Regions from separate parts of the Gossypium arboreum genome. Here region 1 is linked to region 2. A link is a contact called in public Hi-C data. All regions are on one chromosome and are shown on one strand. The core of a region is the stretch at or near the end of the contact, and the rest is flanking DNA. Distances in the headings are between cores, read along the strand shown.

Evidence for each region. Hi-C and Micro-C count contacts between places; a contact is called where the count stands out from the background.
Region 1: a Hi-C map of leaf shows a contact between it and region 2, with 2.6 times the contacts expected there. The contact joins the promoter of LOC108484623 here to the enhancer-like site in region 2. A contact is called at or near these places in 2 of 5 Hi-C or Micro-C datasets (both in leaf).

The regions. Positions count from the first base shown.
Region 1 is chr6:131,305,395-131,309,648 of ASM2569848v2, reverse strand. It overlaps LOC108484623, which reads right to left and starts at 2,855. Exons shown (of 15, transcript XM_017788477.2): 1 at 2,309-2,855; 2 at 1,971-2,048; 3 at 1,812-1,861; 4 at 1,671-1,724; 5 at 1,136-1,188; 6 at 353-425. The coding sequence starts at 2,518.
Region 2 is chr6:131,255,993-131,260,309 of ASM2569848v2, reverse strand. No RefSeq gene overlaps it. Among protein-coding and RNA genes, the nearest start is that of LOC108485752, 28 kb to the left of the region's middle. Within about 2 kb of position 1,434, at least 1 of the 2 cell types and tissues checked has an H3K27ac peak or open chromatin away from gene starts, as enhancers often do. A contact at or near this core is called in leaf, where this site is marked.

The DNA.
Region 1 (4,254 bases), core at 1,606-4,105, 48 kb before region 2:
GTGATCATTGAGAAATTGAACATAAGCACAATCACCTATGGTATACCCACATAATGCAAATGTTTTGAAATATAAGAGCCTGCAGACATTATAATAAGGGAACTGGTCTCTGAGATAAATGAAGAGAATACTACATAAGTACAATGCAAATATGGTACTCATTAATGTTCCTTTTATCTATGGTACCTATTGATGCAAATATATCACAAATGGAAGAGTCTAAGTATTATGTAATATAACCTACACATTAAGTAAAAGAAAATGGAACTGTTCTCTGAGCCAATCTAAGACGATGCTACATAGGAAAATTGCAAATATGGTACTCATCAATGCTGCATTCTTCCACATTTACCTCTGAATCAAGTATGCGTCATTGGTAGGCACATCAATTAGGGGATTTGCATAGAACGAACTTTTCAGAAGATCTGCATGGCATTAAAGAGAAAAATGTTCAACTCATTGAAAGGAAAAAAAAATAGACAACCCAACAAGAAAAAGAAACACAATTTGAGCATAAGATATATATATATATATATCTCAAAATCAATTATATTGGAAATAGACATTTTCAAGGAAATTCACACCATTTCAAGTACAGAAAAAAAAGCACTCGGATCTAAAATTCTGCAACAAGTACAGTCCATTTAAGTCTCTTAATTTTGTTTCAGATCTGAAATCAAACTAATTGAAAGGGCCTTTCTCCTCTAAATGTAATTTAGAGTTGAACATATCTCTAGCAAAATTTTACTCGATCCTTCCTCATTCCAGCAAAACAATATCTCTGAAACAAGAACCTTTTCTCTGCCTGTAATTTAGGAGCACGATTTCACTATTATAGAAAGCAGAGTGAAAATAGTCTCCCCTGCCATAAATGTTGGGATTTGAGGAAGAAAAATAAAACACACTTTCCCACAAACAAACAAGACATTTACACAAGGTTGAAGTTTATAAGCAGTTAATATGTTTTAGCGTTGAGTTAAACTAGTATGCCAGTGAGGTCTACTTTATATCAGCTATTTGGTTCTTTTTTGTTCTAGTATTACATACAAATGCAAGGAAAAACAATAAAACTGCAAGCTATTGACTCATATTTAAACATACTGAGTTGTAAAACTCAAAGTGTGCAACTATTTACCAGGTTTCCCAGATTCAAGCTGCTCTTTCCCATGACTCCATCCAAAATTGTACCTACAGGTAAAAGACAGTTATGAACAACATGGCACAAAGCCAAGAGTATCCAACATTATGCGTTGAAACTCTATTTAAGAACAATAGTCATATGCATTGTTAAGAAATAAATTTCGCAGAGGAACAATACTGTTAAGAGTGATAAATGTAATTAGATTATTAAGATTGCGTTACAATTTTGATATAATAAAAAAGAGAGAACCATACAATTTCCTTGCTTGACTCCTTCCTAAATTGGTGAGAATCTTCTATATAGGCTGGCACTCTTATATATACTAACACAACAATTCATAATATCAACAAATTAACCCTTTGGAAATTTTCCTATGGATGTAGACCACCACAGTCAAACAACGTAGTCCTTTGTGTTATTATTATGTTACCTTCACTCTTAATCTTTTCTTCTAACATGATATCATAGCTTCTTTCCTTTTAAGAATCACGATAAAAACATAATAGGAAAAAGAAAAACAAAATATTACCTACTCTGAGGATCCTCAAGTTCCTTCTTGACATCTTCAGGCAGGGCAGCTAATCTGTTAAGAAGGAAATTTATAAAATATTTTTCAAATTTCTTCGATAATTTATCATGAGAAAAGTTTGTTTTGAAACTCATACCATACCTCGATGAAAGGCGTAGAAGATTTCGACGCAGTGAGGGAAACTCTGGAACCTGTAACAAACTAACAATGAATACGTAGTGAAGGAATAACAGTAAAGGAAAATCAACTCATAAACAAACTAATTTCTAAAAGAAAAAAAGAAAAGAAAGATAAACATACATCAGTAATTGATAGAATTCCAAGTCCATTCGGTCCAAACCCTTCTTCAATTTTCAACGACAGATCAGCATCCTTGTCCTGTTTCAATACATTTCCATAAACGAGACGGAAAATAACAATACTACTAATAATACTAAAATCTGAAGCATGCAGATACGTATAGGCAAAATCCAAGAACTTCTAAAATAACACGTCATTAACTCGGTTTGGTTGCCAAGAAACTGCAGGAAAATTCAAGGAAACTAAGAATTTTAGAGCACATGATCACGGTCAATTCTGGTCAGAGATCCAACACAAACGAGTCAACTCGGAGAAGGCATATGTGATTAGGAACTGACCTTGAGTTCGTAATAAGTTATAGTAACTGTACGGAGAGTTGGCAAAGGAGTTTCGGAAGAGCAAGACATGCTTTGAGACGTAATCCGGCAGGAAAGATTTCGATTGGGTGGTGGCGGAGAGGGAGGAGAAGCGGCGGAAACGTTGAGGAATTGATTGCGAAATAGGAGGGAGTTGTAATGAAGAAGCGATTTATATTGAAGGGAAGGCATTGAAGGCAAAGCAAACGAAAATTGGAAACAGGACGGAAGAGAATAAAAATCTTAAAATAAGGATTTCGAGTGCCGTTTTGATTTGATACCTGATACTTGACAATTTTTTACTTTTTTTTTTTATTTGACTATTAATCTTAAAAAGCGCAAATAGAGCTGGCAAAACAAATGTTTGGGTGGGCTCTGATCGGATTCCCTGATTGTTTTAAGTTGAGTTTGGATGAGCTTGGTTTACTTCAGTTATTTTGAATATATATATTTTTGGATTTGAAAGGTATTTGGGAATGCCTCTTTTCCATTCGAGGGTCAAGAAGGAAACGTTATAGTGTATTATTGACAAGGTTCATAATAAGCTTAATAATTGAGTTGCCCAGGCACGTAGCTCTTACGCAATCTGCGTTAGTTTTTATACCAAATTCCTTTATGAAAACTTCCTCCATATTACTGAGTACTTGTCTACAAAATGAGAAGATAGAGTGAAATTTTGTTTGGGGCTCTACATTGGAGCGTCGGAAATTACCTCTCATCATATGAGAGCAAGTGTGAATGCCTACTGGAAATGGGGGTTTAGGTCTTAAGTCTTTACGCTTTTGGAATAAATCCTTTCTCCTTATACTCAAATACCAAATTGTTTCTCAACAGTTGAAAATTTGGGTGCGTGTCCTTTGAGGGTAATACGAAGTGTGGGAAGATCGTCCGAAAATAAATCTTGCGCGAGATGCTCTCATGTTTGGAGAGCTTTGTCTAAGGTGTGGAATGATGTTCCTAATGGTGTTTTTTGGTGCATTGGTGATGGTTAGATAGTCAAGTTTTGGAGTGACAATTGGATCCCGAAAGTTGGCCCTTGTTTACACGTGGTTCAAAGTATGGAGTCAATCATTGAGGGTAAGGTGAAGGATATGGTTGATTCTAACGACAACCCGGCTTGGAACTTATCAACTCATTTTCTTTCCCAAGAAACGCTTTCTCATATTGCTAGCTCTTATCTTCACAGGTTATCTACGGGACATGATTGCTGTGGTTAGCGCTGGTCACAGACTGGCAAGTTTTCAATTTCTGATACTTACAACAATTTCGCTTCAGCTACATGGAATCCTAAGGATCAAGCTTGATCACTTATCTGGAAGCTTAAAGGTCCTCATAGGGTTCAGAACTTCCTGTGGCTAGTTCTTAATAATCGGTTATTAACAAATGAGGAGAGGGTTAGGCGAGGATTGGCTGACAACCCCTCTTGTTCCTTGTGTGGTGCTTTGACCGAGACTTGCATTCTTATCATAAGGGATTGCTCCATCGCTAAGGCAGTTTGGATTAATCTTATTCCCCATGATGCTCATTCTTTTTCTTTTTCTTTTTTCAATCAGGATCTTCGATCCTGGTTGGTCTCTAATATTGGGAGCTCTGCGAATTGGCGGTCTAATATTCCTCTTTGGAGTTCAATTTTTGGCATGGTGTGCTGGAAGTTGTGGAAGAGCAGGAATGGCTTTATATTTAATGGTGCCAACTGTTCTGCCTATAACATTATTCTCACTAGTTTGGCCTGGGCTAGGTGTTATGGTTCTCATATAAGGAGTCATGGTTGCAAGTCTAGCCCAAGGGTTAATTATTAGATATTACCAAACCCTGGATGGATCAAAGTTAATTGTGATGGTCCTGTGCAGAGCATGGTGAAAAAAGCAGCTGGAGGAGGTCTATTAAGAGATAAAAACGGGGCCTGGATCTTTGGGTATGGTCGATGC
Region 2 (4,317 bases), core at 185-2,684:
ACATGCAGTGATTGATAGAGCGTAATTTTTTAGAATTTTAGTCTAATACTATTTCTACCAAAAAAAATTATCTAACTTTCTAATAACTTCTCACTTTTAAATAATAATTATCCATGTCTCTTTAAAAAACGATAGCTAACTATGTACCTAAATACAACACTCGACTTTTCTTTTAAATAATTATATAGTTGAAATTTATTATTATTATTTTTAATATTATAACGGGTAATTATTTATAACATAAACATTAGAGGTGAGATATTACTGCATGTCCTCTTTATTTTTATTTTTAAATTAAATACAATTTAAGGAGTCATATTAAAATTTCAATCCACTTGTGAAATTAAAAATTTTAACCTTTATTTTATGTACAAGAAACATAAATCTTTTATTTATTTAATTTTTAAAAATCAGGTTTAATATCTTTTTTTATTAGTTTAGGTTTTGAATTTTTAGATTTATCTTGACAAAATGAGATTTATTTTAAGGAAAAACTGATTGTATGAAATAGAGACCACATTATTTTGTATCCCTTATAAATTATTAAATGTCATCTTATCATTTTTTTATGTCATTGACACCTCATTTTGATACTTTTTTAACTTGAACCTTGAATCTTGGACATTGGGCCCTATAATCTAAAATTTGAACCCTAAACCTTGAACTTTGAATCGTAGACCTAGGGTCGAAGGTCTAAGGTCCAAGATTCAAGGTTGAGGGTTCATGGTCTAAAGTCTTAGGTTCAGAGTCAAGGGTTCAAGGTCCAAGTTCTAAGGTTTAGGGTCAGGGTTTAAGGTTGAGAGTTCAGGTTAAAAAAATTATCAAAATGATGTGTCAATGACATGAAAAAAAATGCTGAAATAACATTAAATAATTAGTAAGAGATACAGAATGATGTGATGTCTCTGTTTCATACAATTCTTTCCCTTTATTTTATGGCTTTTGATATTATGTGGTAAAGTTATTTTTATATATTTTATAAAAACTCTTGTGTATAAAAATATTTTTATAATAAATCTTGTATTTTTTAGAAAACTAAATTTTATATAAAAAATTAAATTTATTTTATTATTTTAAATATAAAAAATTGTAATTGAAGAATTCTAATTGGTTTTGGTTTCTCTATCAACCCTAATAGTGAGGCATGCTTTTCATGTTGTAGAATGCATGAAAGAAAGACCACCTCACATGCTGCTATCAAACTGGCAAAGAAGAGACCATGAGGAGCGAGGTAACCCAAGATTCAATGGATCTGTCATTAAGAGGGAGCATTGGTTATGGGGAAAACGACTATTATTTAAAGCCAAAAGGAAGAAAAGAAATAAAGTGGAGGGAGGAAGTCATTAAAAGGACGGCTCCTGTAGTTTAGATATCCCCAAAGAGAAGAGGGTAGTTCTGCTCATTTAAAAGACGGTTCCTAACGTCGTTAATGCCGATAACTAGTCAACATCTGCCTACATATCTTTCATTTATTGCTCTCTCTTTTGATGCCAAAGCAAATTAACTATCTCTAAAAACCAATTGAATTAAGCCTGCCTGCTATTTATTGCTGCACACTATTCTTCTTGCTCAAGTTTTCCATTTCTTCTATGTTCCATGCTCTTTTATCTACGACCACGACCCATGTCAATTAATGTTTCTCTGGACAAGTCAACCAACCCACGCCAAATTTTTCTCGTCTTTATTAAAAAATGTATCCAAAGAGAATGGAAAGAAGTTTTAGTCAAGCATCCAACGATGTATGCTTGCTTAAGAAATAGAAGAATTCGTTTATAATGCATAATGAGATGACTAAAAAACCGTACCAACAATCAATCCAGCTCCTTGTCATTTTCATGGGTAGCTCTAAGAGCAATAAGAAAGGTAGAGAATCATAAAATTAAAGAGAGAAAAATATGACTTTCTAAATGTGAATGGAAGCCATTGTTCAACTGAAATGCTCAAGCCATGCATTATACAAGTTAATCTTTACTAGTCAATCCGCTTATGCTGAAAACAGAAAGTGTACGTGTAGTTATTCGAAATAAGCATGCTTGACTTTTTTGTCCCAGGTTTTTTCCATTTTTTGAAAGATTATAGGTTTACTAATTGCTTCACCATATCACACTGTAGATTTCTAACAAAAAAACATGCACATGCATTGCAAAACAAACGTGGAATGTCACACTATTGCAGGTGTTGCTTACCAGTCCACTCTCCATTTTGGACCAAGAAAAGGAGGACTAAAGATAATGAAACAAATTAGAGAAGGACTTGAAGAGTGAGTGTTGGATTGAAATCTTCAATTATGGGTACATATATATAATGTATGAAAATAATGTGTAGATACCATAAGTTGTATTTATAATTTGATGATTGGTCAAATTGTAAATACCTAAAATTGATTTAATAATAAATTATTTAAAAATGAGTAGTGATCCCCAATAAATAATATATATTTCGTATTTCTTTTCCATCTCCATTAGAGTTATACTAGGAGAAAAACTATTTTCTTGGAAGATTAAAACCTTATGGGCAATCTCCAATAGTAAATTTAAGTACTCTTCCGCATATAATTATATCCTTAGTGATCTCATATAATAAATCCTGATGTGTTAAACATTGTGTTATCTTTTTCTTCTTCTTATTAGGAAGGAACAATTTGTAGCTTCAATCAATTAGATTGGTAGAAAGGAAGATTTAGGTAGCTCCAAATCTTTGGTGGAAAAGTCTAACAAAAGGATATTGATTGATCATGTATTGACTTTGCCAAGGATACAAAAGTAAAATATAATTTGATTATGGACTTTATTTAGCACTCCTATTTGTTTGTGGAATTCATTAGCCAAAATGAAAACGGGATGGCTTTCTATGTGTATGTGAGTAGTAGGTTATAGTTGAAACTAATCTAATGCCGTTCACATTGTTCCTGCTGCGGAACTCCCAACAATTATTTCGAAATAAACAAAATAAATTAATCGGTTATAATGTTAAGTTTAATAAATTTATTCGATGGATTTTAGGTTTTAATATCTCAAACCGAAGATTTTAATTATTAAACCCAAAACACATATCATACCCAGCCCAAATAAACCCAATATCTAAATACCCAATACCCATAAGAAATTCAACTCAGCTTCATAAAAATACACTACAAAAGCAATATGAGATTACAAAAATAGTCATGTTCATTTTACTTTTTTTCTTTTACTCATAAACATTTATTTACAATTTGAGTAAATTACTATTTTAGTACCACTTTATTCTTTAAATTTATTTCATATCCTTTGTCTCGAATTCTTTTTATATATATATATATATATATATTTTTTTACTTCAAATATAAAGTTTATTTGAGCTTACCTAGCCTCAGTAGGACATCCCGAAATAGGCAAATGCTTTAAGCTAGAAATATTATCTGTCCATAAAGGATCTTCAAAGCTTCTCCCCAAAGTAATTCAGGCAAGGTAGAATAACTACTCATATTCTTTACCATGCCCTTAAATGTTCTATTTCATCTTTCAGCAACACCCTTTATAGTGGGTCAACCCGGTATAGTGTATTGTAGGACGATACCACTTTTCTCTAAGAATTTAGCAAATGGTTCTAGATATTTGGCGGAATATTCAAAACCACAATTAGATCAACACTTCTAATTCTTTTGTTGAGCTGATTCTCAACTTCTTCCTTATAAATTTTTAACATATACAGTGATTGTAATTTCTCATTAATAAAATAAAAGTATATCATATCACAAAAAATCATCTATGAACATTATGAAATATTGTTGATCATTCCAAGAGGCCACAGAGAATGGGTCCACAAATATATCTGTTTATTGGCACCAAATCTCTTGATATTTATTTGTTTTCCCTTAATACAATTTACACACATCAAAACCTAAAAAATCAAGGAGATTAAGGATATCATCGAACACAAGTCTATCAATTCTCCTTTTGGAGATATGACCTTCTTCTTCCATAACCAATTTGAATTCTTGGTGGTTAATTTGCATTTCTTACCTATTACGGTAACATGCAAAGATTCATCCTATCCTGGTAAAGAGACTAAATCAACCATGAAAAAGACTAATTTTTCTTTTTCCAAATGAACATGAATAACCAAATTTGTCCAAAACTAAAATAAAAATCAAGTTCCACCTAAAATACAATACAACAAACGTCACATTCAAATCTAAATAAAATCCAATTCTTAATAAAAAAAAAGTTTCTATTGCTTTAACATATATCAAATTATTGTTGCCTACGTAGATGTATCTATCACCATCATTTGACTTTCGGTAGTTTTAACAACCTTGCATAGACACGCTGATGTGAA